Linked DNA regions of Mus musculus: regions 1, 2, 3, 4, 5 and 6 are each linked to region 7. A link is a contact called in public Hi-C, HiChIP or PLAC-seq, Micro-C and promoter capture Hi-C data. All regions are on one chromosome and are shown on one strand. Each heading gives the region's core, a stretch centred on a gene start, on an enhancer-like site or on the middle of the called end of the contact. The rest is flanking DNA. Distances are from core to core; before and after follow the strand shown. Region 1 has its middle 16 kb from the start of Gm36518. Region 2 holds the start of Rpa2 (replication protein A2). Region 3 holds the start of Ppp1r8 (protein phosphatase 1, regulatory subunit 8). Region 4 holds the start of Themis2 (thymocyte selection associated family member 2). Region 5 holds the start of Fam76a (family with sequence similarity 76, member A). Region 6 holds the start of Stx12 (syntaxin 12). Region 7 holds the start of Tmem222 (transmembrane protein 222).

What was found. A called contact is a pair of places that touch in the nucleus more often than the background predicts. HiChIP or PLAC-seq counts read pairs in DNA pulled down with a chosen protein or histone mark. Capture Hi-C pulls out chosen DNA fragments and counts their contacts.
Region 1: a contact with region 7 is called in a Hi-C map of B cells, with 36 read pairs. The contact joins the enhancer-like site here to the promoter of Tmem222 in region 7. A contact is called at or near these places in 7 of 39 promoter capture datasets (the 3T3-L1 cell line, cranial neural crest, embryonic stem cells and 3 more), 2 of 15 datasets of contacts at CTCF or cohesin (embryonic stem cells and large pre-B cells), 9 of 484 Hi-C or Micro-C datasets (B cells, the CH12 cell line, the G1E-ER4 cell line and 4 more), 38 of 115 datasets of contacts at active chromatin or transcription factors (CD8 T cells, the NIH/3T3 cell line, the SCID.adh cell line and 27 more) and 3 of 9 other capture datasets (adipose tissue, liver and macrophages).
Region 2: a contact with region 7 is called in an H3K4me3 HiChIP or PLAC-seq map of pro-B cells, with 2.9 times the contacts expected there. The contact joins the promoter of Rpa2 here to the promoter of Tmem222 in region 7. A contact is called at or near these places in 4 of 39 promoter capture datasets (cranial neural crest, liver, neural stem cells and 1 more), 1 of 484 Hi-C or Micro-C datasets (embryonic stem cells), 3 of 115 datasets of contacts at active chromatin or transcription factors (astrocytes, embryonic stem cells and pro-B cells) and 1 of 9 other capture datasets (liver).
Region 3: a contact with region 7 is called in a promoter capture Hi-C map of pancreatic islet. The contact joins the promoter of Ppp1r8 here to the promoter of Tmem222 in region 7. A contact is called at or near these places in 8 of 39 promoter capture datasets (the C10 cell line, embryonic stem cells, hippocampal neurons and 4 more), 5 of 115 datasets of contacts at active chromatin or transcription factors (bone marrow-derived macrophages, embryonic stem cells and large pre-B cells) and 3 of 9 other capture datasets (adipose tissue, liver and pancreatic islet).
Region 4: a contact with region 7 is called in an H3K27ac HiChIP or PLAC-seq map of embryonic stem cells, with 5 times the contacts expected there. The contact joins the promoter of Themis2 here to the promoter of Tmem222 in region 7. A contact is called at or near these places in 1 of 39 promoter capture datasets (pre-B cells), 1 of 484 Hi-C or Micro-C datasets (B cells) and 3 of 115 datasets of contacts at active chromatin or transcription factors (acute myeloid leukemia and embryonic stem cells).
Region 5: an H3K27ac HiChIP or PLAC-seq map of microglia shows a contact between it and region 7, with 8 times the contacts expected there. The contact joins the promoter of Fam76a here to the promoter of Tmem222 in region 7. A contact is called at or near these places in 10 of 39 promoter capture datasets (the C10 cell line, embryonic stem cells, hippocampal neurons and 5 more), 3 of 484 Hi-C or Micro-C datasets (B cells, bone marrow-derived macrophages and natural killer cells), 26 of 115 datasets of contacts at active chromatin or transcription factors (the SCID.adh cell line, SST interneurons, acute myeloid leukemia and 17 more) and 2 of 9 other capture datasets (adipose tissue and liver).
Region 6: a Micro-C map of muscle stem cells shows a contact between it and region 7, with 8 times the contacts expected there. The contact joins the promoter of Stx12 here to the promoter of Tmem222 in region 7. A contact is called at or near these places in 8 of 39 promoter capture datasets (the C10 cell line, embryonic stem cells, liver and 4 more), 3 of 484 Hi-C or Micro-C datasets (cortical neurons, embryonic stem cells and muscle stem cells), 9 of 115 datasets of contacts at active chromatin or transcription factors (the 230-238 cell line, CD8 T cells, bone marrow-derived macrophages and 5 more) and 4 of 9 other capture datasets (adipose tissue, embryonic stem cells, liver and 1 more).

What each region holds. Positions count from the first base shown.
Region 1 is chr4:132,942,686-132,946,753 of GRCm38.p6, reverse strand. No RefSeq gene overlaps it. Among named protein-coding and RNA genes, the nearest start is that of Gm36518, 16 kb to the left of the region's middle. Within about 2 kb of position 1,318, at least 276 of the 459 cell types and tissues checked have an H3K27ac peak or open chromatin away from gene starts, as enhancers often do. A contact at or near this core is called in B cells, CD8 T cells, the CH12 cell line and 28 more, where this site is marked.
Region 2 is chr4:132,765,991-132,769,714 of GRCm38.p6, reverse strand. It overlaps Rpa2 (replication protein A2), which reads right to left and starts at 1,355. Exons shown (of 9, transcript NM_011284.3): 1 at 1,249-1,355; 2 at 929-1,035. The coding sequence starts at 1,258.
Region 3 is chr4:132,840,787-132,844,529 of GRCm38.p6, reverse strand. Ppp1r8 (protein phosphatase 1, regulatory subunit 8) reads left to right here and starts at 1,361. Exons shown (of 7, transcript NM_146154.3): 1 at 1,361-1,473. The coding sequence starts at 1,418.
Region 4 is chr4:132,794,271-132,798,113 of GRCm38.p6, reverse strand. Themis2 (thymocyte selection associated family member 2) reads left to right here and starts at 1,750. Exons shown (of 6, transcript NM_001033308.2): 1 at 1,750-1,854. The coding sequence starts at 1,761.
Region 5 is chr4:132,921,066-132,924,984 of GRCm38.p6, reverse strand. Fam76a (family with sequence similarity 76, member A) reads left to right here and starts at 2,434. Exons shown (of 9, transcript NM_145553.2): 1 at 2,434-2,627. The coding sequence starts at 2,547.
Region 6 is chr4:132,882,940-132,887,050 of GRCm38.p6, reverse strand. It overlaps Stx12 (syntaxin 12), which reads left to right and starts at 2,593. Exons shown (of 9, transcript NM_133887.4): 1 at 2,593-2,803. The coding sequence starts at 2,686. It also overlaps the pseudogene Gm13033.
Region 7 is chr4:133,275,993-133,279,726 of GRCm38.p6, reverse strand. Tmem222 (transmembrane protein 222) reads left to right here and starts at 1,937. Exons shown (of 6, transcript NM_025667.3): 1 at 1,937-2,196. The coding sequence starts at 2,003.

The sequences.
Region 1 (4,068 bases), core at 69-2,568, 330 kb after region 7:
TAAGGATTGCGGCAAAGCTTCCATCTGGAATCATTTGTTTGTTCCGATAAAGAACCTCTGGATCTGGATCGAATCGCGTGTCCCGTGTTCTTGTGTCCGGGAGCTCACCAGCCCTCCCCTCCCCTCTCCTCTCCCCGCTCCTCCGCCCCACTCCCACCCCCACAGCCTCTGACAGGGCATTACGTCTTCTGCTTGCACAGTGGGTGCATGCAGTTGGGAACAAGCTGGGGTTTTGAGGCCGAGAACTTGGGGCTGGGTTTCTCTATCTGAGTTTCTGAGGTCAGGCACTGAAACCTGGGTACTTGTGGCTAGGTGCTTGGACTTGCTGTCTGTATGAGCAGACAGACCTGTTCCTGCCCCTGTCTCTTCCGGGTAGCTTCACATTAATGACGCTGTTTGTCCTGCCTGTCTATCTTAGGAGATGGCAGAGGCTGAAAGGCAAGAGAACGCTCTCCCTGGCCTCTTCGCCTGCCTTCCTGGGACCCTTCCCTCTCCTCACCGGGAGGCCTGGGCGTCCTAGTCTTCCACCCCTCCCCCCAGCCATCTGCTTAAAGGACGTGGCTCCTCAGTTCTTCACAGGAAGCCACAGGCCTCTTCTGCTTCAGCAACCTCCGCTGCTGCTGGCCCAGGCCCCTTTCCAGGTCAGCTTAGTAACGCCCGGTTCTCAGCATTTCCCTGTACCGCCAGCCAAGAAGCCTGGGTGGCGGTGGCGTGTTTCTCTCTTTCTCCTCTAAAACCTTATGGCTCTGTCGGGGGGTGGGGGTGGGAGGTGCATAGGCTGTGAACTTGAAGACAGACCTGATGGCAGAGAGGGTCCTGAATTGTGGAACTAGGGGTTTGGGAAGGAGAGCAGGAGGAAGGTCCTTCAGAGACCCTGGGAATGATCACTCCAGCGTCCAGGCTTCCTGCTGCAGAGCAGAAGCCGAGGTCCATTCATTTCAGTCTCGGAAGACTGTGGTGGAGACTGCCCCAGGGAGGGCTTTTAGTAATTGCGGAGCAGCTCAAGGATAATGAGGGCTGATGAAGTCTAGCCCGGGACTACAGTGCCACCTGGTGGTCATGTTCGTACACTGCACCATGAGATTGTGGCGCCAGCCTTAGGAGGGGCTGACTGTTAAAGGGTACCAGGGCCTGGAAGGAAACTCCCTAGATAAAGGGATTTGATGAAAGGTCAGGACTAAGTCAGCTGACATGGTATGCCTGTAGTCAAGTGCTGGAGGAGCCTGCGGCCGAATTGTTGAGCCGAGGAGTTCAAGGGCAGCCTGGTCAGCACAGCAAGAACTTGACTGCAAGGTGCTGGAGAGACGGCTCAGCAGTTGCTGCTCTTCCAGCAGACAGAGTTCCATTTAGTGACTCACAGTGACCTGCAGCTCCAGCTCCGCCCTCTTCCTGCCTCCCTGGCACACACCCATCTTTAAACCTTCAAGCTAAAAACAAAGACACATCCTCTAACGTCCACACTTGGGAATGACACTCTTGGTCTGGATGAGACTCCTTTAGCACCATTTGACAGACGAGAAACCTGAGGACCAGAGATGACCTTGACATTGTCTTACAGCAAGACAGTCAGAAACCGGGGTCTGAATTTATTTTATTCTATTTTATACTTGGGATGGAGCCCAGAGTCACTGAGGTCTAATTTGGGGCTCGTCTTAAGATGTAGCTCCAGAGTAAAAAGCATTCTCTGTTAGTTTCTAGTCACCCCCTTTGTGACCAAACATGGCACTGCCCAGCACCAACCCCACTTTAGTCACCAAAGTTGGCACTACAAGATGGCTTTTCCCCAAAATAAACTCTGCTCTGAAGCAAGAGGATCTGAGAAGGCCAGGGGTTACAGAGCGTGTGCGTTTGCTCAGCAGACACTTTAGAAGAGGAAGCCCAGGGGGCTGGAGAGATGACTTCTTGGTTACAAGAGCTCCCTGGTCTTCCAGGGGACCCGTTAAGTTCCTAGACCTCACATCAGGGAGTTAACAACTGTCTGGAACTATAACTTTTCTAAACCGCACACATGCACACACTTAAAAACAAAATCTCATAACTGGGTAGTAGTGGTATACCCCATTCAATCCCAGCACTCAGGAGGTAGCTAGCATATCTCTTCGAGTTTGAGGCCAGCCTGATCTACAGAGTGAATTTCAGGATAGCCAGGGCTACATAGAGAAAGCTTGTCTCGAAAACCAAAAACAAACAAAACAAAACAAAGCCTTATAAAAAGCCAATCGCATTAGCAGAGGAAACCTCCTGGCTTTAAAGAAAGCAGATTTGGGACCCTAAAAACGCAAGGAACTTGTCAGGCTGCAACCCTGCAGCAGGGCCATGACTCAGTGGTGTGTCTGTCTGAAGGCCACTGCCAGAGACAATTCTAAAAGAGACAGATGTCACGTGGCCCTGCCGCTGCTGTGTGTCATCATGTCGTCTGGTGCTGTGTGAACGTAATAATCAAAACCCGTGAAGACAGACAAGGGTAGGGGTTATCGAAACAAATGGGGGTGAAGAGAAGGCGAACAGGAAGGAAGAGGGGGCCTCGTGGATTCACTCTGAGCTGCAAGTAGGCAGGAAGTAGGTTCCTTGTGCGGTGGGGTCCTTAGCGCCTGGTACAGTGCCTGGCGTGGATTGATCACTCAGTAAATGTCTAGGGGATGAAGGTGAAGAATTAAGCTGCATTCTGAGAGAGCAGTATGCGGCCATCGTCAGGGTAATTCAGCCTGAGGGATTGCTGGGGACTGGGACTCAAAATCCAGCAACCCCAATCAATACTCAGGAGGCCGAGGCAGGAGGAGCATCATGAGTTTGTGGCTAGCCTGGGCTACATAGTAAGACTCTGTCTCAAACACTAATTAATTATGCGGTTGGAGAGATGCCTCAGGGAGTAAGAGCACTCTCTGTGCTTCCAGAGAACCTGGGTTCAGCTCCCAACATCCATACAAAAGCTTATAGCTAGCCATCAGTACTCCAGTTCCGGGGGATCTGACATCCCCTTCTGGCCTCCTTGGCCAGTAGACACACACACACACACACACACACAGTGCACAGACGCACACTCAGGCAAAAACTCCTCCCATATGCATAAATTAAAAAATAAATAAATAAATATTTTTTAATTATTAATTAAGGTATATATATATACATATATGTATATATATTTTAAACTAGACTTGTGGGAGTAGAGCTGTACATCTTTCTTTGATGATGTCCACGGGAATAAATGGATAGGGGCGCCCCAGGACAGAGTAGCCCTAATTAGATGCCAATCTTTGGGAGAAAGGGAGAAGAACTCTGAGCCCCTGGGAGCCATGCCTGGCTGCAAAGTTAGATTTTTGAATTCCCAGGTTGCTCCCTGGTTATTTCCTCCACTCCCTCATGGTGGCGGCGGCTGACATTTACTGACTGCTTGCTGTTTGTCCATACCATGGCCAAGCCTTTCTGTGCTGTGCCTCTGCCTCATGCGTACGTCTGCCAGACATGTTTCTCTGGGGACAAGCCAGTGGTGGCAAACAATTGCCATCTGCAGAGGTGGCCCTGAAACCGAGGCCAGGCTGGAACAAGCAGGGTGGGAAGAGGAGGTGACTCAGGAAAACTGTGAGTTAGCAGAGGCCTCAGGGCAGCTGCCTCCAATCCGTCCTCACTGGTGCTGCCCCGGGGGCTCCAGGTTGCCTAAACCACGGTTCTTTGGGAAGCAGCATCTATGGGATACAGGTAGATGTCTTCCAGCAGTGTGAGTGTTCACTGCATGCTTGGGAACCAGAGAGCCCACTCAAAGGTGGACCCAATTGGATGAAATCCATAAGGTGATTCTTCCTCTTCAGGGTTGGATCCCCCCACCCAACACACACACACACACACACACACACACACAGACACAGACACACACACACAGACACAGACACACAGACACAGACACACACACACACACAGACACACACACACACACACAGAGACACATACAGACACAGACACACAGACACACACAGACACACACACACACACAGACACACAGACACAGACACACACACACAGACACACACACACAGGCACACACACACAGACACACACATACACAGAGACACA
Region 2 (3,724 bases), core at 106-2,605, 510 kb after region 7:
GAGCAGTGTTCAGGACACCACGGAGACAACAGGGCCTTGTGAAAAGGCTTGAGAAATGACAAGCAGAAAAAGGACTACGAAGATGCTCTAGGTTTCTTGATAAAATGGAAGAAGTTAGAAGTATAGCTTCTTTTAGGAGATATTCTGGCAACCAGATGGCAGTCTCTGCAGAAAACCTGGTGAGTTTCGTCAAGCTGCTCATCTTTGGGCATCTTAACAGGAGAGTCAGATGGAGTGGGCAGAGGAGCATCTAGCAAAGACACTTGCCTCTCAAGCCACCTACGAGCAATGTAGTTTGTTTGTTTTTTAAGAAAGGATCTTTTTGGGCTGGAGAGATGGCTCAGCGGTTAAGAGCACTGACTGCTCTTCCAGAGGTCCTGAGTTCAATTCCCAGCAACCATACGGTGGCTCACAACCATCTGTAGTGGTATCTGATGCCCTCTTCTGGTGTGTCTGAAGACAACTACAGTGTACAGGCAGGTGGATCTCTGAGTTCCAGGCCAGCCAGAGCTACAAACACCTCCAAAACACTTGGTCATACAATGAATATGTACGAGGCAGAAAAAGCCCAGCAGATTAAGGCTTAGCGTGTCCTTCCTGTCAGTTACCAACAGGAAACAACCCCAAACCTGTTCTGAACACAGTGGACTCTTGTTCTTCAGGGATTTTTGTGCCCTGGGGACAGCGATATTAAACTCTACTAAAGCATACTTTCGAGTGGTAGGGCCAGGAAAATGGAGGCCGGGCGAACCACTGCAGGCTTGCCAAACAATAAAATAATAAAAACCCTGTTCCCCACTTGACCATACAAAAGACAAGGTAGGTAACGGACAGCTTCTGACACCTTGGGGTGTGCCACCCTCCCGCACGAAAACACGTTCCCTCCTGGCCAGGACACAAATGAGAACGGAGCCGTCAGTCTACGTACCGATTTCTTCTCCGCCTGCGACGGTGTGGGCGACCCGAAGCCACCGGGGGACTGCGTGTAGCCGCCTGCTCCGCCATAGGTGGAGCTGCTGAAGCTTTCGAATCCGCCTGCGGGGAACGACCGTCGTCAGAGTCTGCGCTGCGCTCCCCATCTCTATACCTGGCGACCGCTGTCCCCACCGCCCCAGCCGCGACAATCCCCCTGCCACCCCGCGAACGCCGCCGAGCCCGCCTCGGGCCTCTCGCTCCGTCCCGGCCTTCCTGCGCCAGACTCGCCCACTCCCAACACCCTCGCGTGACTCTCCCCACGCCCGCCATTACTATTCCACATCCTGGTCGCAGTTCTCCGGAGAGAGCGGCCCAAGACGCTCGGACACGAAAACTAAGAACACTTGGGAACTCTGTGCCGCTCTGGCGTGGCAGCCTTCTGGCTACTTTGCACTGGCGCCACAAACTCCTTCCCGCGAAGGGACAGCCAATCAGCGCCCTGGACACATTTACCTTCAGCCAATCAGAACTCATGAGTCCCCTCCTTTTTTTTTCGGTATCAAGGCCAAGCTTAGGAAAAACACCCGGCCCCAAGAAGGAATGGAAGCATGCGCGGCCATCTTTACTGAGGGCAAATTTCCGATAGGACAGTATTCAAGAAAACAACCAATCAAAACGATACTTCCGGGGCCATCCTCAAGCATTCTTCACACACACCCCATCTCCGTCGCATGCAACCCTACATCACTTCCGCCGCTCGCTAGCCCCCTTTTCCCGCCAAACTGCTAGTTTTCTGCTCTTCCAGAACTCCCGAGTTCAATTCCCAGCAACCACATGGTGGATCACAACCATCTATAATGGGATCTGCTGTCCTCTTCTGGTGTGTCTGAAGATAGTGATATTGTATTCATAAATAAATACCTGCGTGATGGTGGAAGGAGAGGCTCAACTGTTAATCCCACTGAAGATGAGTAGAAATGATTAAACAATTTTTGGTCAAATTAAGCAAGCTTAATTTTGTCAGAGATGGCTATCTCGCTAAACTGGGGTTTTGAGAAAACAGCATCGCCGGGCAGTGGTGGCACAGACCTTTAATCCCAGCATTTAGGAGGCAGAGGCAGGAGGATTTCTGAGTTCGAGGCCAGCCTGGTCTACAGAGTGAGTTCCAGGACAGCCAAGGCTACACAGAGAAACCCTGTCTCGAAAAAACAAAACAAATACAAAATGAGAAAACAGCATCGAACACAAGAGGTGAGGTTTATATAACCCCCAAAACTGCAAGAATATGGACATTTTCAAGGGTTATGTAGGCACTTGGTCGAACATTTCAGCATTATTTGGCAGAACGTCTATCAGACTGAAATCAGGGTATAGGGTGTGGAACCTGTCGAAATTCAGAAAGTTGGTCAAGACCTGGTCAAATTAAGTTTTATAGAAAAGAGGAATGGACTTATTTTGGTAGTATGATAAGATGGCTTCAGAACTTAAGGTGGAGTCAGGCTGCTCCATCACAACTCCTACAAGTTGTCCTCTACACACACACACACAAGCACACACTCCAGCACACATGTTCATACGCACACACAGGCTTGTATCCAGGGCATAGATAACATGTTCATGTTTTCAAAGAAAGAAACCCTACCTGGGGGAGGGGTTGGCACACGCCTTTAACCCCAACACTTGGGAGGTGGAGGCAGGTGGATCTCTGTGAATTTGAGGCCAGCTTGGTCTACAGTGTGAGTTCTAGGACAGTCAAGGCTGCACAGGGAAACCCTGTCTTGAAGAAAAAAAAAAGAAAACAAACAAAAGAAACCTCATGGCCATACATGGCCACAGTTAAAAAGATCCAAAGATGTCCTGCTGTCTTGCCCCCAGTTTTGTCTCCCTCTCAGTCTCCCGTGATTTCAACCAGTCATTATATGAGTCATACACCTTCGTCTAAAAGCTGATCGAGCACTAGAGCATGTGTTTAGTTTTCTAGAAAGTATGTGGGTACGTGCACATGAGTTTAGGTGCCTCCAAAGCCAGAGGAGGTCTTGGGGGGTCCCTAAATGTGTTATAGGCAGCTGTCCCTTGGCCGTGTCCGTGTCCATTCTGTAATGCTAACTCAGGTGATCAGCAAGAGCAACATGCCCTCTTAACCCCTGAGCCATCCCCGCAGTCCTGTGTGCTCAGTTGTTTAATGGTCATTGGGTAGAGCACATGAGGGGCAAGCCTGCCGACCTGAGCTCTAAACCCTGAACACACAAAAGGCCAAACGCAATGGCACATCTGCAATCCCAGCACTCCTGTGGCAAGGAGGACGCTCCTGTGGAGGAGGCCTCAAGTACCAGCTCCTGAGAGTTGTCCTTTGTCTTCCAAGTGTGCACCATGTCTCACACATTTGACAAAGGTTATTTCAAACCATTAAATGTGTGTAGGTGGGTATAGGTGTGTGTGTGCATGTGTGCATAGGTGTAAGTATATGTGCATATGTGTGTAGGGGTGTGTATATATGTATATATATGTGTATGCATGTATGTGTATATGTGTTTATCTGTGTGTGGTTATAGTGGCATTTGTATAAGTGTATGTGTGTATAGGTGTAGTGTATGTATATATCTATATGTATGTGGTATATATTGTATATGCATATGCATGTTTGTGTATATATGTATTTTGTGTATGCATGTACATGTGTGTATATGTAGGTGTACTGGTGTGTGTTTGTGTATATATATGTACATGCGTGCATTTGTGTGTGTATATGTGTACATGTATGTATGTGCTATGTATGTAAGTATTATGTATATGTGCATGTGTATTGTGG
Region 3 (3,743 bases), core at 112-2,611, 430 kb after region 7:
TGCAGGAGGAGCTGAGAGTTCTACATTTTCACCTGAAGGCTGTTAGTGGAAGACTGACTTCCAGGTAGCCAGGATACAGGACTTAAAGCCCAAGCCTACAATGATACACTTATTTCAACAAGTCCAAACCTCCAAATAGTGCCACTCCCTGGACCAAGCATATTCAAACCATGACATGTTCTATTGCTGTTGCTTACTGAAACCTGGAGAATTTATTATTATTATTATTATTAATTTTACTGTCTAGCAGGGCATAGTGTTGACTACCTTTAACCCTGTATCTCAGGAAGCAAAGGCAGATGGAATTTCAGATATGTGCTGCCACACCCTCCAACCATTTGTTTCTTTTAAAAACTGTGAAGTCATCATCCCATCTTTCTGCAAAAGTGAAAAAAGGACCATCCACTGCATACGAAGGAATGGTATGTTGTCAGAAACATATGGGACTAGTAGAGCCTGGCTTTTGGCTTTACATAGACTCAGGTTCGAATACCACTCCTTGTAAGGTGAGGCTAGAGCCTCTCTTCTGGAATCAATCTGTCTTGAGTTTTGGGAATACCAAGTGAACTGATCCATATGAAATACATACTTCCCCATAAGCACTCAATAGACAAAACCATTACAACCAGCAAGCTAATGGCTTAGAGGAAGATGGTAACCCTAATGCTTCCTATGTCACTATGACCCACAGAGAAAAATCCTAAGGGGCCATGAATTAAACATTTTTGAGAATTGGTTAAGTTACTAAAAATTGGAGGCTTTTTTTCCTTTTGAGTCTGTGCCTTGCAGCAGTTTGTCCAAAGTTTTCAAAAACAGACTACATGATTTCTGACACAGTCGCCTAATCTATAGATTCTCCCAGATCTAAGAAAATTACTGGTTTTGGGGAATTGAATCAGTGGCCTCATTCGCGCCTGCTGAACACACTACCACTGAGCCGTACACATCAGACTTGGGATCAGAAAGGACAAATGAGTAAGGATTCTGTTTTCAGATGCAGTGTTTCGAAGGAAGGCTGGAAAAAGGGGGAAAAAAAAAGCCATCACTTCTTATCTCTAGCCATCACCTGCTTATCGCTAGATGAAGCCCGAGGGGGTGGGTAGCTGGGAGTTAATGCAGATTGCAGAGCTCTAGGGTTTCTGGCGGAAAACGCAGCGCGAAAGCCGCATCAAGGTACAAACCACTCCTGACCCCGTGACCAAGGAGACACCCGCCCCCAGCCTCTCCAGCAAACACTGCAGACTTCAAACCCAGCCCCTGATGCCCTCCGCCAGAGGCGCTCCCAGGAGAGCGTCCTTGCGTTGCGCGTGCGCACGCACGCGCTGCGCACAGGCTGCTGGGATGCCGCCTCTTCCCTCCCGAGCTCTTAGTTTCCCGGCGTGCTTCAGACCCGCCAAATGGGAGGGGGAGACGCAAGATGGCGGCAGCCGTGAACTCCGGCTCCAGCCTCCCGCTGTTCGACTGCCCGACTTGGTGAGTAATGAGGTTTCTGGGACTGGAGCGGCTTGGCGTGAGTTAACCCGGACAGAAAGGAGAAGGTTGTATTTTTTTTTCCTCTTCCTTTTTTTTTTTTTTTTTTTTTTTGCGATGAAACGAACGTCTCAGAAAGATCCTGGAATGATTGAGGGAAAACTGTCCGCTGTGAGGGGCCGGGCGACGTGTGGAGGATCCTGGAGCTGGGGCCCAGGCTCTGCGGAAACCCGAGTTTTGGGGGCTCGAAGGTATTCAGTTTATACAGCGCTTGGGAGGTCAGCCGCTCACCGGGGTGCTTCAGGCCTTGGCCCCTAACTTGCCCTAACTCATCACTGAGTGCCCGATGCTCTCGGGGAGCATCAAACCTTCCCCGGGTGCTGAAGGTCTGGAGCGCGCACGAGCTGGCTTCCCTACCTCAGTCCAACCTGATGCTGCATCCCTCCGTGGCTGCTGCACCCTCCAAGCGGACTAGGTGCTCCTTGCGGGCAGGGATGGCGCGGGACTGTTCCCCCTTGTTCTCTGACCAGACCAGCACGAAACCCGGTACAAAAGACAGCAGAAGTTGTTAGCATACAGCATTTTCATCCCCTGGGAAGTTCAGAGAAGTAGTAGGATGGTTTCCGCGTTGAGTGGGGTGCAAGATGAATGAATAGGAACTGCTTTGCACGAGGATGCATCGGGGTTAGAGCCCTTTCTGCTGTTGCGGCTCTTCCTGGTTATTAACGTGTTACCTCTCGGGCTTCTGTTACATTGAGATCTTCAAGGGCAAAAACCCTTGCATCATGCTCAGCTCCTAGGCCTGAGTCAATCACATGGTAGGATATTCAGACAAAATATTTTGGCTTTAATGTTCATTTTAATCTGTATCTCGAAGCAAATGGGCTTTTGTTCGATGCACTGTCCTTTTAGCCACTGCCATGAGAGATTGGAGCGGAGCTGTGAGATGTCTGTGTTGAATCTTCAATGAGATAGACTCGATATCGTTTCTTCTGTGCAAATGTAAGGGCCCTGGAAGGTTCAAAAGAACAAGCCCAGGAAGCGAATGAATGCTTGGCTGTTTCCTGGATTTCTTTATTCTTTTAACATATCCATGTGCTTCAGCCTACAAATTCTTTATCCACACTGGTCCCTGGCTGCACTTATTTCAAATTTGGGCCAGCCAAATATAAAGAGACTCTTTCTTTGAGATCACCTGTCATTACCTCAGGGTCTGGTGTATACCAGGAACTGTGTCAGGTGATTTGACATTTGAGCATCCATCCCCTTGAATGATGAAGCGAGGTATAGAAAACAGTCTGATGACTTAGATTTTTTTTCACAAACACCTGTTCAGGGTGCCCCCACACCTCCCTCCCTTTGGAGCTTGGTTTCGTGGGCGTGGTTTTGATTTGCTCTAGTTCCCTAATTACAGATCTCTGATTTGGTACCAAGAGTTCATCTGGGTAATGTTTTTTTGTTTATTTTGTGATGAGAATGATATTGATCAGCCCCCAAACAAACAATTTTTGTTATTTGGTTATTTTAACATATATTTGTTTTAAGGCAAGATCTCTATATGTGATTCTAGATGATCTAGAACTCACCTGTTATACAAACTAGGATGGCCTTGAAGTTGCAATGGTCCCTCTGGTGGGAATTCACATGTGTATTTCTGTACCCAGCAAAACAACTGGTTTATTCTTTCTTTATATTAGGAGTAGTAAATCTTAGATGAAACCCCAGGTTAGACCAAGCATGCATCACAATGTAATTTAGCACAGGGAAGGTGGAGGAGGAGGTTAAAGGTCGTCCTCAGATCCAATCCCACAAAGGTTTGAGCCTAGCTTGTTTTTGGAGACGTGAGACTCTGTCTCCCAAAAACAAGAAGGAAAAACCTTTCCAGGGAACAGGACATTGAGCTGCGTTATTTCTGAAGGGCATAGCCAGTATTAAAATGCAGGAGTTTGGGTGGGGGGTGCTCTAAAGACAGACCCACTGAAATCTCTGAATAATTGAATCACTTGGGAAGAAAGTGTTAAACACTGAAAGAAGCTCTAGCCAGGCAGTGGTGGCGTACGCCTTTAATCCCAGCACTTGGGAGGCAGAGGCAGGCAGATTTCTGAGTTCCAGGCCAGCCTGGTCTGCAGAGTGAGTTCAAGGACAGCCAGGGCTACAGAGAAACCCTGTCTCAAAAAAATCAAAGGGGGGGGGGTGCGGGAGGAAGGAAGGAGCAAGCTCTGACAGTGAATTCATGACGTTTCTGTTTGAATATGAACTAACTCTAACTGTAG
Region 4 (3,843 bases), core at 501-3,000, 480 kb after region 7:
TTATTTCCGAAAACAGAAGACAAGGCATTAGGAGAAACTGCATTCCGTTTTTAAGCTAGGCTCTCATGACGACCATGTTCTTTGTAACCCAGGGATGACTTGAATCCTGAGCCTCTCAAGTGCTGGGATCACAGCCTGTGCCACGGCACCATTTTTACTTACCTATATCAGAGGACTTGAGTGTCCTAGAGAGATCGGTAGCCATCTCTGCATCACTAGAGGTGTCCAGACAGAGGTGTATCTGGGGATAGACAAGGCATGTCTTCTTCCTCAGACCCAAAGGGTAAGGGTGTGTATGTCCTAAGAGACCCCAACTACACTAGGGAGCTGTGTACCTTGTTTGAACTTGGAGTACTGTGGAAGAGGCATCTGGGGGCACATCTCAGCTGGGGAAGTGGGATCGTTTTTATCTGTTCAACATCTTCATGGTCTGAGGTAGTTAAATGGTACATGCCTGTTATTCCAGAACCTGGCAGGAGGAGGCATCAAGAGCATCAGGAGTCTAAGGAAGCCATTCTCAGCTACACAGTGGATTATGTGAAATCCTGCCTCAAAAACCCAAAACAAGGCAGAGGATGCAGCTCACTTAGTAGAGTGTTTGCTTTGAATCCATGAAGCCCTAGGTTTAGTCCTCAGCATCTAATAAAGTGTGTGTGACCACACTCATTTTAGATGGTGGAAGAAGGAAGATCAGAAGTTCAAGGTCATCTTCAGCTACACAGTAATTTAAGTACAATTTGTGCTAAGGGATACTCTCTCTGTCTGTCTCTGTCTCGGGTCTGTCTCTATGTCTCTGTGTCTGTGTCTGTGTCTCTGTGTCTCTGTGTCTTTGTCTCTCTGTGTCTCTGTCTCTCTCTCTGTCTCTCTCTCTCTCTCACACACACACACACACATACATACACACACACACACACACACACACACACACACACACACACACACACCAGACCTCTGGGTATCAAATTATCAAGTCTTGCCAGGTGTAACTGCACACGCCTTTAATCCCAGCACTCAGGAGGCAGAGGCAGGCGGATTTCTGACTTCGAGGCCAGCCTGGTCTACAAAGTGAGTTCCAGGACAGCCAGGGCTATACAGAGAAACCCTGTCTCAAAAAAAAAAAAAAAAAAAATTATCAAGTCTTGATGTTAGATCTGTTCGATGGAGCCAAGTAAAGAAAGGTGTGGGAATTGTCCTGGTTGTTCTTTGGTCAATTTGACCCAAGTTAGAATTATCTGGGAACCTCTGTTGAGAAATGCCTCCATCAGACTGCTTGTAGGCAAGCCTGTAGTGCATTTTCTCCACTTATGATTGGTGTGGGTGGGCCCAGCCCATAGGGTGTAGGTAGTGCCAACCCTGGGCAGGTGGTCCTGAGTTGTGTAAGAAAGCAAACTGAGCAAACCAGTAAGCTGTGTTTCTTTATGGCTTGTACCAGTCCCAGTCCCTTTATCTCTCTCTATCTGTCCGGAGTTTCTGTTCTGACTAACCTCTGTGATCCCAGAGTTGTAAGATAATAAACCCTTCCCTCCCCAAGTTGCTTTTGGTCATGGTGTTTTATCACATTAGAAACCTTAAGAAAAGATTCAATTTTAGAGATGAAGAGACAGGTCAGGGGAAATAAAGTCCCCATTCAAGAGTTCGGGGCGCTTCAGAGAACCCTGTAGGGCTCCCGACCTGAGGGGCGTGGCCTCGGTGGGCGTGGCTTCCGGACTGTCCTCTGCAAGCTGCCGATCAGTCTGAGCAAATCTAGTCGGAACGCGACCATGGAGCCGGTGCCGCTGCAGGACTTTGTGAGCGGCCTGGACCCCACCTCCCTTCCGCGCGTGCTGCGGGTCTGCTCCGGAGTCTACTTTGAGGGTGAGCGGGCTCTGGGTGGAAGGAGCTAGGTATGATGGGTCATGCCTGTAATGCCAACACTGGGGAGCTGTGGCGGGAGGATGAGTTCGAAGCTAGCCTGTTCTATAAAGTGATTGCAGGTCAGTTTGGGCTACAGAGTTAGACCCTGAGGGATCTGGGGTTGAGTTCAGACGCTGCTGTCCGAAGTTTTATGAATCCGCACCAAAAGGCGCCACCTCCCTGCTCTTCAGCTTTTGTCCCATGGGTGATGAGAAGTCCTGAGTTTAACTCAGGCTTTTTCTCAACTGAGGCTCCTCGGTAATGCTAACAGAAATTGTGTGGCAGCTAGGCAGGAGCGATCTGAACAGCCTAGGAAATCCTGTCTCAAGCAACAAGAACAATTATAACAATAAATGGACAAATAAGTGGGGATAACTCGTCCATCGTTTCAGACAGGCACTAGGGTGCTCACTGTCGTTATTGGGGTTGTTCTGAGAGGACCTTGTTTTGTAGCCCAGGCTGGCCTTAAGTTTGCAGCGATCCGTCTGCCTCTGCCTGAATTTGCCATGCCTGGTTCACTGTTCATTTTTCTTTCTTGCTCCCTCCCTCCGTTCTCTTTTATTATCTTCTTTCCCTTTCTGCAAGGATCCAACCCAGGACCCTGAGCTCTCACCACTAAGATATATTCCAGTTCGTTATTTTAGCACCAGATCAGCCCTCCCGCTGAACTCTCTGCTCCTTGCCTCTGAGTCTCTCTGTTCCTCTGCTGGATTCTCAGATGGAGTGGTCCTCCTACCAGGGGGATCCTTCCCCGCTTTTTGCCTGTACATTTGCTCCTTGCCCATGGCTTTCCGCAACCCATAGCAGAGAAGAGATGGCCATATCAGGACACAGCCACCAGTTACTGGCCAAATAACATGTGACCAGGGACTGACCACTTGGGTAAGGGAGGGAAGAAAAGGGACCGACCGGGCTGCTCTGTGGAGGGCAGAGGCGAGAGTGGAGGGAGATGCTGAGATTCAGGGCTCCTCCCTCAGACAGCAAGCTGTCTCATGGATGCCTGCTTCATTCTACTCCCTGGAGTGAGCGAGCCAGGCTCTGCCACAGCAGCTGCCAGCAAAGTGTTCTGATGGCCAAGCGGGTTATAGACTGACCTAGGAGGATCACACAAGGGCCACCACAGTGAGTCTCTCTGGTCCATCGGAATCTGATGGGTCCCTGAAGTGGGACTCTGGGAGCCTGGTCATTCTTTTCTCCAGCTCAGAACATCCTCCCAGCGTCTCTTGCTTACCTGTGTCACAATACCCGAGTTTCCTCATCTGCTATGACCTGGGGTGATGGGAAGTGGAAGGACTTGGGGTGACGTGAGGACAGACGGATGTCACAGAGTGTCGGTATGCAAATGAGGTGAACGGGAAGGTAGATGACCCTATGGGGCAAGGTGTGGTAGAATTCCTGACCACATGGGATTCCAGTTTTGGAGGTTGATACCCCATGTTCTGCCTCCAGCCACCCTCACCTCCCCCTCCTCCCACCCCCACATTACCTGCCCTGCTGCAGATGGGACCTGGGCCATCTTACATCCTAGACTACTAACACTCTAGCTAGTTCTTAGCTAAGATCCTTAGCATTTTTCTTTCTTTCCGTTTAAGACAAATTCTTCTTGTGTAGTTCAGACTTCTCCAGAGTAAGAGTTCTGTGGTTACAGATATGTACCACCACAGCTGGTCTTCCGAGCCTTTGTTTACATTGATTGACTGATTGATTGATTGATTGATGGGGGGGCACGCATGTGTCACGGTATGAATGTGAAGGTCACAGGACTTTTGTTTTCTTCTTCCTCCACCATGTGGGACTTAGGAAGGGAAGGGTCTTTACGATATCTTGCTGGCTCTTTTCTGTTCATTTTGAGGCTGACCCGGCACTCCCTGTTCAGCCAAGGGTGAGCCTGAGTTCCTACCCTTCCTCTTTACCAATCATTGGAGGAGCTGACGCCACCTCTCTGAGCTA
Region 5 (3,919 bases), core at 1,185-3,684, 360 kb after region 7:
TACCTATCTCCCCCACACACCCCCATCCTCCCGTCCTAGGTCTGTCCTCTTTCCTTGCAGGATTTTTTTTTCCCCCTTTCTTCCTTTTTTGGTCCTTTGCAGCCCTGGCTGTCCTGGAATTTGCTCTGTAGACCAGGCTGGCCTCCAACACAGAGCTCGGTTTAGTTTTGGCCCCTGAGGACAAGGAACTGAGGTGCACATTTTACAGATCAAAGCAGACCTGGCCTCCAGGTTCTCCCAGCATCCCTCAGTCCCTATCTGGCACACCCTGCCCCCAATCCTGAACTTTCCAGCCCAGGGGCTAGGCTGCCCTTCTCCAGAGGCACATTTTGTTCTCTTGTGTTCTCTCTCTCTCTCTCTCTCTCCCTCCCTCCCTCTCCTCCTCCCTCCTCCTCCTCCCCTCCTCCTTCTCTTCTTTCTCTGCTCACCATTTTTCCTCTTTCTCTCCCCTGACCTTTGCCCTCATGGTGACTCCCCTGGCCTTAATCCTTGGGGCCAGTGAACTTGCCAGAGAGCCCAATAAACCTCCATTTAATATAATGTAATCTGGCTTGAATTTGGCTTGTTTCATGGATGGAGAAATAATTTATCAAGATCCACCTGCCTCTGCCTCCCTGGCTGTGGGGTTTTTTGCTTGTTTGTTTTTAAAGACAGGGTCACATGGAGCTTAGCTAGACTCAAACTTAGTAAGTAGTGAAGGATAGAGTTGACCTTCTGATCCTCCTGCCTCCAGTTCCCATGTACTGTGATTACAGGTGTTACTGCTATGCTCAACTTACGGTTTGTCTTTTCATTTATCATAGCCCCTTTTGGCTAATTTGCCAAACAAAGGCAGAGATCATGTCTGGCTTATTGATTGTGTGCATAAGCCAGAATTGTCACATAGTAAATACTTAACACGTTATTCAAGGAGGGTCTGGAGAGATGGCTCAGTGGTTAAGATTACATACTGTTTGTACAGTATTCATGTCAGACAGTTTAAAACTGCCTGCAACTCCAGCCCTGGGGGACTCCATCTAGCCTTGATAGGCACTGCATTCACACACACACACATACACAGAGGCATGCACACTCACAAACACATTTTTAAAAAAAGATTTATTTATTTATTTTATGTATAGGGGTACACTGTAGCTGAACAGATGGTTCTGAGCCTTCATGTGGTTGCTGGGAATTGAACTCAGGACCTCTGCTGGCTCCAGCCTTGCTGGCTCCAGCCCCAAGATTTATTTATTATTATATGTAAGTACACTGTTGCTATCTTCAGACACACACTAGAAGAGGGCATCAGACCCCATTACAGATGGTTATGAGCCACCATGTGGTTGCTGGGAATTGAACTTAGGACCCTTGGAAGACAGTCAGCGCTGAGCCATCTCTCCAGCCCCACAAACACATTTACAAGTAAAAATAACTTTTAAAAAAGGTTTATTGTATGAATGATCATCGATATTTTCTATTCCTTTCTTTCCTCTCACTTCCTATGCCCTACCTCTTTTTCTTTCTCCAGTGCTAGAGATCAAACCAATCCCTAAGTCTCACACACACTAGAACGGACAGATCAATTAGCTCCATATTAAGTGAGGGGGACACAGAGACACACACACAAACTAAAATGTATTAAAGGTTTTGGGTCATGTACAGATGGCCTCCATACACACACAGCCAACCGATCTCAAGAGTATCATGGCCACCGTGTTCCTATTGCCTTTAATTCTAGCTTCAGGTCTCTACTGTTTTACCATTTTACAACTGCCCATCTTTTGTAAGTGCACGTGAGTGCAGGTGCCTGCTGAGTTAAGAGGCATCAGGGATAGCCCTGCAGCTGGAGTTACAGGCGATCTGAGCCTCCAGATGTGGGTGCTGGGAACCAAACTTTGCAAAAGCAGCATTCGGAGCCTTCTCTCCAGCCCATAGAGGACACTCATTTAATATCCTGCTTTTCCCCTCCGCCTGCTCCAAAGATAGACTTTCCTCCTTGGTTGCCAGTGGGTTTAAACTCCGGATGGTCTCGTAGTTCGAATCCGACGTTGCCCGACTGTCACCCCAATCCCACACTCCTTCGGCTAGCGGGAAGCTCCACGGCAACCCAAAACATCACAACTTCATCGAGTATCGCGAGAAGCTCCAATGCTCCCGCAGCCCCCGGAGAGGCGGAGCGAGGGCGGAGCCTCAGCGGGCAGGTGGGCGGAGCCCGAGGGCTTCCGCTATCCTACTCGGAAGACGCTCTTTTCAGGCGGCGCCCCCGCGTGACTGCGCTTTACATAATCGCGGCCCCGAGCGTCACAGTGGCGTAGTCCAACCCGGACCGAATCAGAGCCGTCGGGAACTCCACGTTCCGCCCCCTCCCGCGTGATCGACGTCCACGCGAGCCAGCGAACGGCCTCTGAGCACCGGAGAGCCCGCCCCTGCGCCCGCGGCCCGCCCTCGCCCGCCCGCCCTCCGCAGCCCGCGGCCCGGCCGCCGCCGCCAGGTTGTGCCTGAGACTGTCAGATAAAGCGGCGGGCCGGCGGGAGGGGCGGCGGCGATCACGGCCCGGGCCGGACATGGCGGCGCTGTACGCCTGCACCAAGTGCCACCAGCGCTTCCCCTTCGAGGCGCTGTCTCAGGGGCAGCAGCTGTGCAAGGTGCGCGGGCTGGGGCGGCGGCCGGGAGCTGGGGACGCTCCAGGCGCGGTTCGGAACTCTCGGTCCAGCGAGGACGGCTGCCGGGGTCCCCTCGGGCAGGGTGTGGCCGGCCCGTTTTGCGGACGAGCTGAGCCGGGCCCGCAGAGGACTGCAGGGTACTTGTGGGAGCCCCGGGCGGAGTCCAGGCCCTGGCAGCCGGCGTGTCCTGGTGCTTAGCAACGGCTGGGGTTTCTTCTCCGACCTGGTGAGGTCGCGGGAGGGGACAGCTCCCCTGTTTGTCCCCGACTGGCCCCCCGGGAAGATTTCCTTGGACCGCCTTCTCTTCTGATGTGGTCGTCTTGAGTGTAGAATGACGGTCCAGAGATTTCCCTTGTCCTGGATGAGATTGAACCCCGGAATCAGGTGCTGCTTGTGAGGAGTGTTTTGAACTCTGGACACTTCGTGGGCACTTTACAGCCGATCTCAAAGTTAGAGGTGGCAAGGCTTTATTAGGGAAAATGAAAAAAGTACCCCAACAGTGTCTTGGAACACACACGAACAGGGTGACTTTTTAGCATCTAATTGGTAGCCTTCCTCCTCATCCTAAGCATTTTTTAACCCCTGAAATGCCAGCGTTTTTATATATAACTTCCTCCCACCTCGTCGGTTCAAGAGAGCAACAGTTAAGTCGGCAAGCTCGTGCAGAGTTGCCGTTGACAGATCCTCAGATATTTCAGATACAGAATGTGTGTCTGTGTCCGTCCGCTGTGTGTAGTTCACCTCCCCGCGTCCCCCCAAAAAGATGCCCACATACTTTCCTTAAGCCACTTGGGTTTACTGAGTCCGAAAGATAGTGTTTGAAGGCCCCCTTGGACATAAAAACTTTGATCTAAACATTTTTCTTGTTTGTTTCCGAGGCAGGGTCATATAACTTGTAGCTCTGGCTGTCTTTGAACTCTCAGAGATCTATCTGACTGCCTCTGTCTTCCAAACGCTGGGATTAAAGTCGTGTACTGTTGCTCAGTCTAAGGCTGTATGATTCTTTGTTGTTATTTTTGTTTTTTGTTTTTCCAAGACAGGGTTTCTCTGTATAGCCCTGGCTGTCCTGAAACTCACTTTGTAGACCAGGCAGGCCTCGAACTCAGAAAATCCTGAACTCGGCCTCCTGAGTGCTGGGATTAAAGGCATGTGCCACCACCTCCCGGCTCTTTTTTTTTTTTTTTTTTTTTTTTAAAGGAAGTTCAATAAACAAGACAGCTTTAATCTTTTGCCTTCGTATCACAAGTGATCCTTCTCATTATCCCACAACAGCA
Region 6 (4,111 bases), core at 1,344-3,843, 390 kb after region 7:
CAGTGACCTAAGGATTCACACACAGTATGTGCCCCCCAAATACGATATTACTTTATTGCTTAGTTAGGAGTGGAGGGAGAAATAAAAGTACTTTGAAACCCTTAAAATCACTGATTGGCTACAGACCTGAATGTCAAGGCTACTTAATTTTCCTATATTTGAGCCTGGGTTCTGAAAATAGAGCAGAATAGGAAGCAAGGGTTGGGGTGGTCTGGTACATTTTTATGCAAATCAAAATTTCTTGCACGATGTCATGGACTTTGGGGAGATACATGGCTAGGAAAACTTATCCAATGGGATCCCCAAATATTTCATTTCATTGTCCTGTCTAGCATGTCACAAACCTGGAGAGATCTGATATCTAAGTCACTATTTGTCTGGAATTAAAGCACTTGTAATGTGCTTGTTTGGAGAAGCCCTGAGCACTGAATGAAGGGACAGCCCTTCATGTTACTAACGTTAAAACTCTAAGTTGAAGCCGGGCAGTGGTGGCGCATGCCTTTAATCCCAGCACTTGGGAGGCAGAGGCAGGCGGATTTCTGAGTTCGAGGCCAGCCTGGTCTACAAAGTGAGTTCCAGGACAGCCAGGGCTATACAGAGAAACCCTGTCTAGAACACCCCCCCAAATAAAACAAGACACTAAATTGAGGCAGTGTTGATGATCTTAACACCCACTTCCCCCAAAGAGCTTGGCTTCCAGTATTCCAGTAGTGAGAACAGATAGGGTTTGATGTAGGCCCTTCCAAGGAGAATGGTGCCCCAATTTCCCCTAGGGTTTCCCCAAAGACAGCACCTGGAAGAGGCTTTTCTATCAGCAGGGGAGGACAGCATCGATTTTTTTTTTTAATTTTTAAATTTTATTTATTTAATGTATATATGAGTACACTGTAGCTATCTTCAGACACACCAGAAGAGAGCATCAGCTCTCATTATAGATGGTTGTGAGCCACCATGTGGTTGCTGGGAATTGAACTCAGAACGTATCGAAGAGCAGTCAGTGCTCTTAACCAGCACCAACAGCATCAATTTTACCACAGAGAACTTCCAACTCAGCAGCCTCTTTCTCCTGAGTTCTTCAAATGATTGGTAAGGCTTCGGTGAGAATGGTTTGTGGTGCTGGTTCATGGTGTAGCTTATACCATATGACCAGTGGCCAAACCCAAGATCTGCCCTAAAGCAGGTATTTGGGGGTTTGCAGTGGCAGTCTGCTTCCACCTGAGTGTCCCTGATCTCTCTGATGGGAGAATATACCTCTTCATCAATTACCTGGTACTTGAGTTTTTCATCCTTGAAAAGGCATAGTTTGGGGCTGGAGAAATGACTCTGCAGTTAAGAACACTGGCTGCTCTTCCAGAGGACACAGGTTCAATTCCCAGCATTCACATGGCAGCTCACAGCTCTCTGTAACTCCAGGTCCAGGGGCTCTGTCACCCTCACAGGTACAGGCAAAAGACCAATGAGCATAAAAATAAATAATTAAAAGAGAAAGCAAAGGAGCAGTTTATGCTGTCTATCTGGAGTTTTACCATAAACATGGCTTATATGTCCACTCCATGGCCCAGCCCTCTAGTGAATATATGTCCTTGTTTCTGGTCTGTCTTGAGATACTGGTGGGTGAATTGCTGGCCGAAGAATGTGAATATCATATTCGAGCCCTGGGGGTCAAGGATGAATTTTTTTCTTAGAATTTTCCCCATAATCTTTTGAATCAGAAACCCTCTTCTTCCCTTTCACAGGATGGGAGTCAGGCAGTCATCTGTTACAGGAGGAGAGGCTCTGATGTAGTAGGAGAGGTTGGAGAAGGGTGCCCAGTTTTCGTAGGTGTGGTGCACATTGTAAGTTGGTGGGCTGTCAATCAAATGCCATCTGGCTGGCAACATATCTCATGACTGAATTCCGCAGGAAGGGAATGGTTTTTATTTGTTTGGAGTGTGAGTGGGTTTTCCGAGACAGGGTTTCTCTATGTAACCTTGGCTGTCCTGGAACTCACCCTGTATACCAGCCTGACCTCAAAGGAAGGAAATGTTAATCAACAATGTCCCAGAATCCCTTGAAGTGGGTAAGCACGGGGCACACCGTATTGGCGGATGGTTTCAGTAGTAACTTTATTCTTGCTAGAAATTTAGGTGTTGAACAGTTTTCACCATCGAATCCTGTCGGGTACAACTGCACGTGTACTGGTCCCATTCCATGCTCATGCATTCACCTCGATTTTGACATGGGTTGGAAAAGCAAGAACTTGCTGGGTGCCTGAACAACAGTGCCGCGCGGAGCAGCAGGATGCGGGAGCGGCAGGATGCGGGAGCAGCAGGATGCGGATGAGCGTGTTGGCGGCCGGAAGGTCGTGGAATGCGGGGCGCGCCGTCTGTAGACGACAGGCTGAAGAAGTCCGGTCCTGTACTGGCTTCACAGCTGGAGGAGTCGGGTCTTGCGAGAACGCTCACCGCCAGCAGTTCGAAAACTCTCAAGAGACGACCCACCGCCAATTCCAGCCGCACACGCGCACTGCAGGATGGGGCGGAGCGCGCGCATGCGCACCGCGATGGGCGGGGGGTCAGTGCGCACGCAGTCGCGGTCCCTTCCCCGCCCTTTCTCTTCCCGGTTTTCCTCTCAGCTGCTGGGCCCGGTCAGTGGCAGCTTCCGGTAGGAGCGCCGCGAAGCGCGACCCGGTCTCTGCTCACTGTCATGTCCTACGGTCCCTTAGACATGTATCGGAACCCCGGGCCGTCGGGGCCTCAGCCCCGGGACTTCAACAGCATCATCCAGACATGCAGTGGCAACATCCAGCGGATCAGCCAAGCCAGTGAGCGAGGGGACCCAGCCGGGAGCTGGGGGCGGCCTGAGGGACAGACGGTGGTGAAGCTGCCAAGTCGGGGAGCCCGGTCTGGGTCGCAGCTCAGGCCACACCTTGAGGCCGTCGCGAGCCTCCACTCTGGGCGCGGCGAGCTGCCTTTCCCTGGGTCGGCCAGGCTCGGGCCCTTTAGGTCCACACCCCTGTCTTAGGCGGTTAGAGTTCACGGTGTTGGGGGTCAACAGAGCCGACAGCCCCGATGGTGGGAGGGAGTGTGTGTCATCTCCAGGACTGTGAGCAGCAGTCTTGACTTGGCGCAGTGGTCAGCCGAGTTTTTCCTGTCGTCGCCGTCCCCCTCTCCCCACCCACCTTGTTTTCCTCAGTTCCGATCAGGGGGTGCTTACTTGGTTGCGACTTTAGGTTCACATTCAGCTCAGCGGTTGGGTCCTCAGACATCAGCAACTTTCAATTAAGGGAAGTGGAGAATGCGTGCGTTCGAGTGACTTAATACACTGTGTTTCCTGTAATTAACCTGGACGTCAGTCAGTGCCTGGCATTTAAGGGACGGGAGGACTGCTGCTTTATGGCACAGAATGCACCGGGAACATTTTAGGTTAGGTTGTCTTTGTAGCGAACGTTTTTCCCATTTCAAGCATGAAGATGTCCTCTTCTGCCTCCGTTGAGAGCTACTCTTGGCCACAATTACACACCAAGTAAGAGATGGCAGGGTTGGGCCAAGTCAGTTTGTAACTGCTTACCTTAAAACTCCCTTCTGTAGCTAGAGTCAAGTACAGGCTGTTTTTGAGTTTCAGAATCATCCCAGAGCCCTGTAAACAGAACAACAGAAGCAATTTTACTTTAAAAATGGTGACAACCATCTGTGTTGTTTATTATTCTGTTTTTTTTTTTTTTTTTTTTTTTTGTGAGCTTAGCTATACTGTTAATAAGTAGAGTCAGTTCTGAATTGCAGTTATGTCCTAAGCTTTAAAGCATAAGCTACCACTGTGCTTTTATTTTCTTTTTGAGACAGTTTTTTTGTAGCTCTGACTATCCTGGAACTCACTCTGTGTACCAGGCTGGCTTCAAAATTAGAGATCCACCTGCCTCTGCCTCCCAAGTGCTGGGATTAACAATGTACGCCACCACACCCAGCTTGTCACTTTGCTTTTATATCTAAATGTATACTGTAGGATTTGAGAGGTAGAAAGTTTCAGGCAGGAAGGGTTAGGCCTGGGTGTATGGAGGTAGTACGAATACTCAGCTTGTTAACCCAGATATGAAAAACACAATAATAATTGATGACTAGACAGTATGGTACTT
Region 7 (3,734 bases), core at 688-3,187:
GCTGCCCTTCAGGGGTCATACTACATGGGGTCATTCATGAAAGAGGTACAAAAAATGCTCAAAGAATTTTGAGTGGACTAGAATTAGCTTCGGCTAGGATACTAGTGAGATGTTTAAAAGATATTTAAAGTCGAGAAACATTTAGAAAACATTCGCTAGGTGCATAGTTCTCAGAGGGTCTGCTCTGCTCTGCAGTAGTAGCAACTGCACTACCTGATGTATGATGTAGTCAAGACCTTTGGATTTTCCACAGTACAGATTTTTTTCTTTTTCTTTTTTTTTTTATTTATTACGTATTTTCCTCAATTACATTTCCAATGCTATCCCAAAAGTCCCCTATACCCTCCCCCCCAGATTTTTTTCTTTTTTAATGCATTTAAGTATCAGGATCGCCGGGTATGGTGGCCCACACCTTTAATCCCAGCACTTGGGAGGCATGGGAGGCAGAGGCAGGGCGAATTTCTGAGTTCGAGGCCAGCCTGGTCTACAGAGTGAGTTCCAGGACAGCCAGGGCTACACAGAAACTCTGTCTCGAAAAACCAACCAACCAACCAAAAACAAAAACAAACAAAAAAAAATTATCAGGACCGCAGGCTTTTGGCAAGTTACTATTAAAGGAGACTCATTTCATGGAAGCAAACCTTCTCAAAAGCATAGCTTTTGCCTTCCCTAAACATTTGTCCACACCTTCTGTTGGCTAATAGTCTTAGGTGATGAGGAATTGAATCTAGCTGTACTAAGCCATAGCTTCTAGCCAGAATGAAGTGCTTAGCCCCTATCTGACAGGTCTGCTTCACCTGCAGAAACAATATGCCTGAGTATGGAAAACAACCCCCACTCTGGTCCCAGTCAAACCATACACACACACACACACACACACAAAGAGGAGCTGTAACATATATATATCTCCTCCAGCCCGCTGTTCCAATAAAACAGTCTCAGTCTCAGCCTGTTGAAACAATCTGTTTGCCTTTCTGCCTCATTTTTCTTACACCTTCCTATAGCCTGGTTCCCTTCTTGTCTTCCAAACCCATCCCACCCACTCCTCACCGCATAACATTCCACTTCCATGTCTCTCTGATTATCCCTCTGAAAAATCAAAAGATTCCAAGACTGGAGCCTGGCCACTTTGTGTTCTTGAGTGTGATCTTAGACAAGTGCTAACTGCCGAGTTTTCTATAAAGCAAAAAAGGACCTGGCTTAGTGATGTACCCTTTTAAATCCCAGCACTTGGGAGGCAGAGTTAAGAGTTCAATGTCAGCCTGGTCTACATAGTGACAGACAGGGCTACATAGTGAGACCCTGTTTCAAAACAAAAACAAACATGTGCCCCAAAACACGAACAATAAAGAGATTTAGATAAGTCTTGGATGATATTCTCTACTGCACATAGTGACCTCAAGTTTCCTGTCTTGGCACTTCTGCATCCGTGCTCTCCCCAGGCCCAAGGCTGCTCCCTCCCATACACACCAAGTGTACGTGTCTCCCATACACACCAAGATTTTAGTTTGACCTCCCTTTTTACACCATCACGTAACAGACTATTATGTAACTCATGCCACAGACTAAAAAGGACAAAGGAAATCTACAAAGACTTGCGTTTGAATCGTTGCTCACTTCATTTCTAAGAGCCTTTGTCTCTGATTTGTTTTCTGGGGGAAACAACTAAATTTGCACGTCTAATCAGTTTATAGACAGTAGTACCAATGAATATCACATGCTTGGCACCTAAGAAGTGATCAATAAAGAGTGCCTGCACCACGTGCCGGCATGCGGAACCGCGGTTGGTTGTGGGTTCCCGGGGCTCGACTGAGAGCTTCCTGAGGTCCACGGAAATGCTCCGCTACAAACACGGGAAAGAGGCTAAACTAGCCGGGCCCAGAAGGACAAGGCTCCAATTCCCCGGGGGAAGATCGACCGAGAGGACACTCCGCCTCCCGGAAGTGATGACACAGGGGCGAGCGGCGGCGCGGTCGGCCTTCCCGAGCGGGACGCGCGCGGGATGGCGGAAGCGGAAGGGAGTTCTCCGCTTCTGTTACAGCCGCCGCCGCCCCCTCCTCGGATGGCGGAAGTAGAAACGCCGACGGGGGCCGAGACGGACATGAAGCAGTACCACGGGTCCGGTGGCGTTGTCATGGACGTGGAGCGGAGCCGCTTCCCCTACTGCGTGGTGTGGACACCCATCCCGGTGCTCACGTGAGTGTCTTCCGATGTCAGCGCGAAGTCGCCGAGGGCCCGAGCATCCTCCGGGGTGCCATGCTAGCTTTTTTTTCCCCAGACTTGCAGCAACCCGTACTCCGGGCCAGGCTAGCCCCCAGTCCCCTAGAGCTCTCGTCACCTATGAGGTGCGCGGTCCCCTTGGATGTGGGGCATAGTTCCGGCCCTGGTTCCCCCAGGTCTAACTGGAGAGGAGGAGAAGTGTAGATCAGCAGCAAAGATCTGGTCATTAGCACGCCCTTAAGCTGCAGGCGTACAGAAAAGACCCTTAATCATTGTCTGAAGAGGCATCGTCATTCATTCCCCGTTGGTTTTTGTTTTTGTTTTTTCACTCATTGAGCAAACGAGCGCGTACTTGTCGTCTGTTATGCACAAGACGTTTCGCCTTTAGAAACAGAACTGAGTGTTTGATCGAAGCCACACTGGTTCGTGGAATGTCAGCATTGGGAGGTCCGTGCTGGCGTTTTTCCCCCTACATCATTTGAGTTACAAAGCAGTCTCAGCGACCTAGGTATCTGCCTCCCAGTGGAAGAATGCAGCTTACAACCCTCCTACCTTAATCCTAACAGTCTGGACAGTTTACAAGCTTTATTTTCTGTAGTAGAAATCCCCTTCCCCCATGGGGAAGCTGAGTTCCTTTGTAACATCGTCTTGGTCCGTTGACTATCCCAGCAAGAAGATATTCAGAAGCCAGTTAGTTCACTGACTATATATAACTCATCTTTCAGCTGTGGCATCCTACCTCTCACCTGAGGAGGTACTCTTTTCTTTCCTTCTATCAAAATCAGCTACCAGGCACGGGGATCCATACTTTTAACCATAGCACTTGGAGGCAGAGGCAAGCAGATGTCTGTGAGTTGGAGGGCAGCCTGAATTATATGGTAGGAGTTCCAGGCCAGCCAGGCATGTATAGTGAGCCCCAATCTCAAACAAACAAACAAACAGAGCCAAGTTGTGTGGAGAAGGAATATTTTTAGTCTCAAATGTTTCTGATCTTCAAATCATTTTAATCTTTCGATTTTGTATTTATTTATTTTATTGGTTTTGACTGAGACATGAGCTTGATATGTAGCCCTGGCTGGTCTGGTATTTATTTCGTAGCCCAACCTGACTTTGAACCCCTGTTCCCCCTGCCTTCTGTGTTCTGGGACTACAGGTGTATGCCATTTCATCTATCAAATGACCCTAATTTTTAAAGTATGTAAAGCTACTTGGGCCAGGGTGGATGGCTCAGTCAGTAAAAGTGCTTTCTGTGAATAACCTGAGTTTGGATCCTTGTTAACCATGTAAAAAAACCTTCATGCAGCAGTGCATTGCCTGAAGTCCCAGAGCTGAGGAAGTGGAGGTGAGAGCATCTCTGAGGCTTGCTGGCTACCTACTCCTGTCAAGTCAATGAGAGATACTGTCTCAAAATGTAGAGGGCAGGGGTGGTCCACACCTCTATTCCCAGTTCTCAGCAGGCAAAGCCAGAATGGGGGTCTGTGACGGTGTTGAGGTCTGTGACGGTGTTGAGGCCA